Linked DNA regions of Ovis aries: region 1 is linked to region 2. A link is a contact called in public Hi-C data. All regions are on one chromosome and are shown on one strand. Each heading gives the region's core, a stretch centred on a gene start, on an enhancer-like site or on the middle of the called end of the contact. The rest is flanking DNA. Distances are from core to core; before and after follow the strand shown. Region 1 overlaps DTL (denticleless E3 ubiquitin protein ligase homolog). Region 2 has its middle 19 kb from the start of NENF.

Region 1 (3,824 bases), core at 1,261-3,760, 320 kb after region 2:
AGACATGTCTTTAAGGGCTCATGACTAGAGAATTATTCTGTCTGATATAGAAAATGCTACCTAAAAGGTCAGATACTTTCATTGCTTGTTTTCAGAAATCATTCCAGATTTCCAAAGAAGTGGATCCTTTAGTTTCTTCTTTATATACACTCTGTGGTTATGACTTTTGTAACCAGTGATTTCTCAGCTAACCTAAAGCTCTACTATAAAACCAGGTTCATTTCATCTTATTTTCAAGAAGTTGGGCAAATCATTATCACCTTCTGTATAACTACAAAACACACATAATTAAGACATTGCTTTTCTCTTACGTGATCGATCAGTGTTATGTCACTGACATTCAATTCATGTGACTTTCTTCAGAATTCTTCAAGTTCTGGCTTATTCCAAGTAATGGGATCACTCCCAAGATCTGACTTATTAGCCCATGACTCTAGTATGCTGTGACAAGTAGATTGAAACCATTTCCTAAGATTCTTTTTCAGATAGGTAAAGGAGCAATCTGGGAAAACAACAAGTTCACTAGCCTGAAAGAAGTTAAAAATAACCTTTGCCCCTTTAAAAATATCTGACCGTTCCTGATCTTGGTCCCAAGCCTTTTATGGCAGAGAAAGTCCGGCTTGAAGAGCTTGTGGCAAATGGCCACTGGTACCAGAGCTGTTCCCTAGCATTTGTTTATATAATTTCTCTATTTCAGTAACTAAAGAGAGAGAAAAAAAGAACACACGTTCTCTTAAGTCTTGGCCCCCAAGAGGCTGGCAGCTTTTTCCTTTCCTTACTGGGAGGCCAAAAGAAGACACACATATTTAACTGCTCAAAGAGATGCCTGGGATTCCCAGTTGTTCTATAGTCTATTATCTAGTTGTTACTTACAGAGCAACTATTAAGTCTGAGTGTCCTAAAATTAACATCATCGTATTTAATTCTCATTATATAAAAGCCTGACACTCAAATAACCTCATCTACAAAACAAGAATAGAGTTATTTGCCCAAGGTTACCACAATTCAGTGGCAGAGCTAGAATTTATTTATTTTTCAAACTTTAAACTTTTTATCTTGTATTAGGGTATGGCCGATTAACAATGTTGTGACAGTTTCAGGTGAACAGTGAAAGGACTCAGTCATATGTACACATGTATCCATTCTCCCCCAAACTCCCTTCCCAACCAGCCTGACACATAACAATGAACAGAGTTCCATGTGCTATACAGTAGGTCCTTGCTGGTTATCCATTTTGAATATAGCGGTTTGCTCGTGACCTTCCCTGCCTGCCTAACTATCCCGTTCTCCCAGCTCAGAGCTAGAATTTAAATCCAAGTTTTTTCAAAGTCTAAACCTTTTTTCTTTAAAGTGGGTTATTTTACATTCCTAATTCTAGGGTAGGGACAAAATTATTTTAAAGACCCTTTTGAAAAGGTGGTCGTTAAATGAATATGGGAAAACAGCCCTGCTCCTACTTCCTCTGAGTCTTTCCTGTGCATAGAGATAAGGACAATATACAATGGATGGAGAAAAATGACATGATTAACTGAGTAATTTGAAAAAAATTCATCTTCAAGTTCTCTGAAGATATAAAATTCCTCATTAAAAGCAGATATTTCACTGGAAATCACATGGAAACTTAGAGGGAAAATGTCACTGGGATGTAATTATTGGTGATTAAAGCAATGATTTTAAAAAAAAGTCTATCATGAGCTCATCACAGAAATGGCTATACAGGGATACAGAAATAAAAGCAAATCCATAGGAGTACTTGAAAGCCAGCAGGGATGTCCTGAGTAGATAAGACCATGAGAAGATTCTAAAAGATAGAAAAACAGATAGGCACAATAGGCAACAAACCTTTAACACATAATAGACGAAATGGAGCTCTCCACAGAAGGAACATTTCCGGTAAATCCAAAATAACCCAGAGACCAAAGGTGGGGGGCTGGGAGAGTGAGTGGAACTGGGGCCACTATTATATGAAATCCCTATATATATGTAGAATTTATTGTTTCTGGGATTTCTGCCTTTCAGGTTTTAAAAATTTGTTTAAAGTATCACTATTAAAAAATTATTTTAAAGTGAGTATATTTTCTTCTTTTCAGAGTGTCTATAACAGTTTAGAGTTACTTCTCCCATAGTTTAGTCACAGATAGCCAAACATTTTAAGACTTCACAGTAAGCATTTTTCAGGCATGTGTGAACCCAAACTGGTCTGTGAAGAACAGTCAAGATGTTACTTTTAACACACATTAATAATATATACAAAGTCAGAAACACTAGTTTTCTTCACTTTAGACTTTCTTTTCGCCTTAATTTTAAGATGAAATTTTACTAACGTTAAAAACTTAAATGCTATGTTTAGGAAAGGAATGACTCCAGAGAACCAAGAAATACACTTAGCAGGAAAAAACAGAATGTGTGATTAATGATGATATAGATTCGCTTACAAACCTTTGTGAAGTCTGATGGACACCAGCACACAGATGTGACCTCTTGAGAATGACCCAGGAGCACGGTGGGAGGATGCCAGGGCATGGAGACCTATCACACCATCAAAAACAAACAAGTCAGCAGGGCAGTGTTAGGTCTCCAGACCTCGACTTCAAATTTATCCATACTTGTACCTTAGACAGCTGTAGAGTTGTTACCAAAAATCCCTAGACATGCCTAGTTATAGCTCAGAAAAAGAGGCCCAATGGGCAATGAAAGTATTTCTGTCATTAATCTGAGAAAACAGAAGGAAAACAGCCAAAATAAGTAAATAGTATGAGGTAAGATACCAGGACAGCTCTTATTTCAAATCAGGACTACTTCAGTTCAGTTCAGTCACTCTGTCGTGTCTGACTATTTGCAACCCCATGAATCGCAGCACACCAGGCCTCCCTGTCCATCACCAACTCCTGGAGTTCACTCAGACTCACGTCCATCGAGTCGGTGATGCCATCCAGCCATCTCATCCTCTGTCTTAGTTATATATATTTTGATTAAAATTCAAGACTGAAAGGGTGAGTTTCAGTGGCTAGGTATAACACTTCAAGTGGAACCTAGACTAAATTTTAGATCTTCTCTAGTCAGCTACTTCCAGGAACACTGCACATACTAAATCCTGAAGGTACTTGAGAAATGGTAGCAGATCTCTTGGGACAAGGGGATAGTCTTTCTTCCAAAAGAACTCAACTGACTTCTAAGAAAGCCCAAAGTTATACTCCTTCATTTTGAAGGGGGAAAAGCTATATTCTACATGGCACTTTGGTATTTTTTTGGGAAAAAAAAAAAAAAAAAAACACTTCTCTGAAATTTTATTTTCAGTTCATTTGCTTAAAGAAACTGAATTTTCAAGTTAAGTATTGTCACATTTTAATGTACAAAAGAAGGGTCACATTGTGCAGTACTACACAGGTGACTAAGAATGGTATTTTCCCCCTCACTGAATGCTATTAGTGATATGCGTTTGACAGCTGACTCATTCAAGAGCTGTCAATCCCTGTCAGAGGCCATGGGCATTAATCAGCACAACACAAAGAGACAGACTCACGTAGCTATTACTAGCATATGTGTTTGAAAAAGAGAAATTATTCTCTTCTCATTTACCTGAGACTCTTAACCATTGCTCATTCATATGAAGAAGGAGGTGGCACTCTGGGAAGAATGTTTGGAACAATGACTAAGTAAGTTAATCGACTCCTCAGACTGTAGTTAAGAGATTCGACATACTGATTCATAAAGTATCCAACTCAATTATTACTACTCCTCTCCTGGGTTAAATGGCACATATGTAATGATTCAAAAAGCCAAAGAAGACAAAGAGCAGAATCTGATTTGCCCTGCTGGATTAA
Region 2 (3,972 bases), core at 1,004-3,503:
ACTTATAGATTGATCACTTGCAAATTCACTTACTCTCTAAAATATGTTTCCCCCCAAATCAATACTCAGGGCTTTTTCGTGGTCCTTCACGAACACATGCAAAGTGGTGAAAATCGGAAACGCCTGACGGGGACATTCCCAGGTGACGTCACAAGGAGACGCTCTGCCTTCTCATTTCACCCCCAAGACTGGAAACAAGCATCCTTTTAGTGTCTTGTGAGTGTCATGTTTTCAGAGTTATCGTGCTTTTGTGTTGATGATTTCTCAAGGATGCTACTGATGTGCCAGTGGGTGTTCCTAAGCATAAGAGGGCTGTGATGGGCTTTACAGAGGAAAGATGGGCACCAGACAAGCTTGCTTCCCTGATAGCTCAGTTGGTAAAGAATCCACCTGCAACGCGAGAGACCTGGGTGCAATCCCTGGGTTGGGAAGATCCCCTGGAGAAGGGGAAAGGCTACCCACTGCAGTATTCTGGCCTGGAGAATCCCATGGACTGTACAGTCCATGGGGTCGCAAAGAGTCGGGCATGACTGAGCGACTTTCACTTTCAGACAAGCTTGGTCAGGTGCCAGTTATATTGCTGCCTGTATTTCTTGTAGCGCCAAAGGTTCCGGGCCTGGCAGGAGCGGCGTGCATGAATGTCCCCACCCTCTCAGAATCCTGATGCCAGCCACCTGGTCTTTCTGTCCACAGAGTTATATTTCGAGCAGTGCTTCTTCATTTACTTTTGGTTGAGAAACTGCATTTCCCCCGGCTTCAAAACCAGAAGAGCTAGACCAAAGGAGAAAATACATGAGGGCAGACGGCTGCTCCTGCCTGCGGCCCAGCGTCCTGCCACCGGTCCCGCCCGTTCTGTGAGGTTCTGGCGTCTGGCTCTGGGCCACCCTTTCTTCTGAGACTGTGCTCCCCTCCCCGCCATCAGCTGAAGATACTAACCAGACCTCAGTTGTCACACGTGGGCCCAGGCCCCCAGCACGGTGCCTGTCACATAGAGGTCCTCCGTACATGCTGGGTGTCTTGTCTTGTTTAGTACTTATTTTTGTTCATTTAGTTGGCTGCTCCGGGCCTTTTTTTTTTTTATGCAGGATATTTGGCCTTCATCTCCATGTGCAGGAGCTTCAGTTGCAGCATGTGAGATTAGTTCCCCAACCAGGGATTGAACCCAAACCCCCTGCATGGGGAGTGTGGAGTCTTAGCCACTGGACCCCCAGGGAAGTTCCTCTTCTCTTCCCCTTAGGTTCCACCTCCTGGGCTTTTCTGGGAGCAAGAAACAAAGACTCAGCCAGGTAACTGCAGCAAAAGAGGTTTTCTGGGAAAGAAGGGCTTTCCTAGAAAAGGAAACAGAAAGGCCCAAGATCCCAGGAGCCAGTCTCTGTCCCTCCCCCAAAGGCATCGGAGTGTCCTGCCCCCGTCCCCCCACTGCAGCTTCCACCTCGTTCCCTCACACTTGGAGGTTATCTCAGGAGTGTTCCCCACGGTGCCCTCAGCTAGCTCAGTTTCTGAAATTTTCCAAGGCAGGAACAGATGGGTCTCTACCTGGTCGGGACACAGTTGCTGGCTGGCCAGACCTATGGGTGAGCCACAGGGGTGGGTGACCGTGCAGTGGCCGGTCACCTGCAAAGGTCCTTCCACCCAGGTGGAGGGACACGGGGACCTTCAGGAGGAGCCTGCCCCCCAGAGCGCTCTGTGTGCAGAATGGGCCAGCTGGCAGGAGGGTGGGATGGGGTGGGTGTGTGAGAGGCTGGAGCTGGGGTCGCTCGTGTCCCCTTCTCCTCCCTGTCTTTCCTCCCTGACACGTGGAGGTCCTCAAAGCAGGAAGGAGCTGAGAACAGACCCGCTGACCTCTCCCAGACAAGCCAGCCCCTCTTTCTCAACAGGGAGCAATTAATAACCACCTGCAGGGGCACCTGCTTTTGATCTTTCCAGGGCCCGAAAGGCCCCGGAAGGCCAGGACAGGGGCTGGGCCACCTGAGCCCGGTGAGGAGCACCTAACCGTGTATCAGGGAGGTGGCGGCCGCGGGAAGCCCCGGGAGGGCAGCGTACGGAATCGTTAGAACCCAGCAGCAGGGGTGCCCGAGCAGGGTTGGGCCCAGAAGTCTGAGGTGGGGGCGGGTCGGCTGGTGGGCCTTCTCTGGGGTGGCGGGCAGGACGACAACGCTGGTCCTGCAGCCTGGACTCGCTGCGGCAGCAGGGAGGAGCCCGGCTTCCGCGGCTAGGAAGGGGAGCCAGGCGAGCCGAGCTCCCTCCAGCGCGCCAGGCCTCTTCCAGCGCCTCCTACCCGCAGAGAGGCGAATCGCGAGCCGCCGCCAAAGCCAGAAGCTGCGTGCCAGTCCCAGCCCCCGCGCCTCAGAAGGGGGACAGAGAGAAAACCAGCGCACCAAGAGGGGAAACTTGTTCTCCTGCACGTGTGTGTGCACACATCGACATACACGCATAGATATACATGCACACAGCTACACATGTAGATATACACAGAGATACACACAGATATGCACATGTACACACACAACAGAGATACATACATAGATATACACACACACTGCACACATTGATATGCACACACTATACACAGAGATATATACATACACACAGATACAGGCAGGTACACACAGGCACACACATGTCACACACACAGATGTACACACACAACATACACAGATATGCACACAGTATACATAGAGATATATACATACACACAGATACAGACAGGTGCACACAGACAGGCACTCACGTCACACACACACAGATGTACACATACACAGACACACAGATACACACACACATATACACTCACCACAAACACAGACACACATCACACACAGAGCTGTGTACATATACAGAAACAGATACACACACAGATACACAAATACATACATATAGGTACACACCACACAGGCACACACACACTGAAACCGCAAGCTCCCTCCCTGCAGGCTGGATTGTGAGTCATGCCCCTTGAGTGTCAGAACCAAGTCAGCCAATCTCATGGCCTTGACTGGGGTGGGGGGTACTTTTCTGATTCTGAACTGTCTGCCCCTGGACCCATTACCTTCCCAGCCCCAAGAAGCCCCCTGGTTTGAGATCCTGTATTAAAAGGAAGCTCAATATTTCCATCTCCGGAGGGACATCTTGGCTGATGGTGGGGAAATGCCCACCCCTGTCCTGGGAGAGAGTCTTCTGCATTTAAATTGATCATTACACAGGAAACACAGTGAGACTCCTCTACCAACAGAAAGTGAAAGCACTCAGTCATGTCTGATTCTTTGCAACCCCATGGACTATACTGTCCATGGAATTCTCCGGGCCAGAATACTGAATTGGGGAGCCTTTCCCTTCTCCAGGGGATCTTCCCAACCCAGGGATCGAACCCAGGTCTCCTGCATTGCAGGTGGATTCTTTACCAGCTGAACAAGGGAAGCCCAAAAATACTGGAGTGGGTAGCCTATCCCTTCTCCAATGAATTCCCCTACCCAGGAATCGAACTGGGGTCTCCTGCATTGGAGGCAGATTCTTTACCAACTGAGTTATCAGGGAAGCCCCTACCAACAGGCAGTATGGGCTAAAAGTGTTCCTCTGCACTCCATTTAAACATCACCTCCTCGTGGAGGCCTCCCCAGCCTGTTCCGTCTAATTGGGTCCCTCTGCCACCCTAGTGCTCTCCATCCCCTTAGAAGCATCTGTCATGGGGGGTTCTGTTTTTTGAGGTGTGTTGCTGGTCTTCTCCTCTAGACAGCAGACCCCCAAGGGCAGGGTCATGTCAGCCCCTTCACCTCTGCAGACTCAGAATCTGGCCCAGGGCCTGGCACATAGTAGGTCTCTGTAAGTGTCTGTCAAATGACTCGACTTCACAATATCAAATGGTTCTAGATGAACCGCGATGTATGAATTAGCGGCGTGGGTGGCATCGCCAGTTCCGAGAATGTCATGAGAGGCAGTTCCTCTCCTCTCCCACAGACCATTTCCAGATTGAGA

What was found. A called contact is a pair of places that touch in the nucleus more often than the background predicts.
Region 1: a contact with region 2 is called in a Hi-C map of liver, with 7 times the contacts expected there. The contact joins two enhancer-like sites. A contact is called at or near these places in 13 of 16 Hi-C or Micro-C datasets (blood, hypothalamus, liver and 6 more).

What each region holds. Positions count from the first base shown.
Region 1 is chr12:70,915,256-70,919,079 of ARS-UI_Ramb_v3.0, forward strand. DTL (denticleless E3 ubiquitin protein ligase homolog) reads right to left here. Exons shown (of 15, transcript XM_004013903.6): 12 at 2,440-2,529. Among named protein-coding and RNA genes, the nearest start is that of DTL, 36 kb to the right of the region's middle. Within about 2 kb of position 2,511, at least 3 of the 54 cell types and tissues checked have an H3K27ac peak or open chromatin away from gene starts, as enhancers often do. A contact at or near this core is called in liver, where this site is marked.
Region 2 is chr12:70,593,663-70,597,634 of ARS-UI_Ramb_v3.0, forward strand. No RefSeq gene overlaps it. Among named protein-coding and RNA genes, the nearest start is that of NENF, 19 kb to the right of the region's middle. Within about 2 kb of position 2,254, at least 2 of the 54 cell types and tissues checked have an H3K27ac peak or open chromatin away from gene starts, as enhancers often do. A contact at or near this core is called in liver, where this site is marked.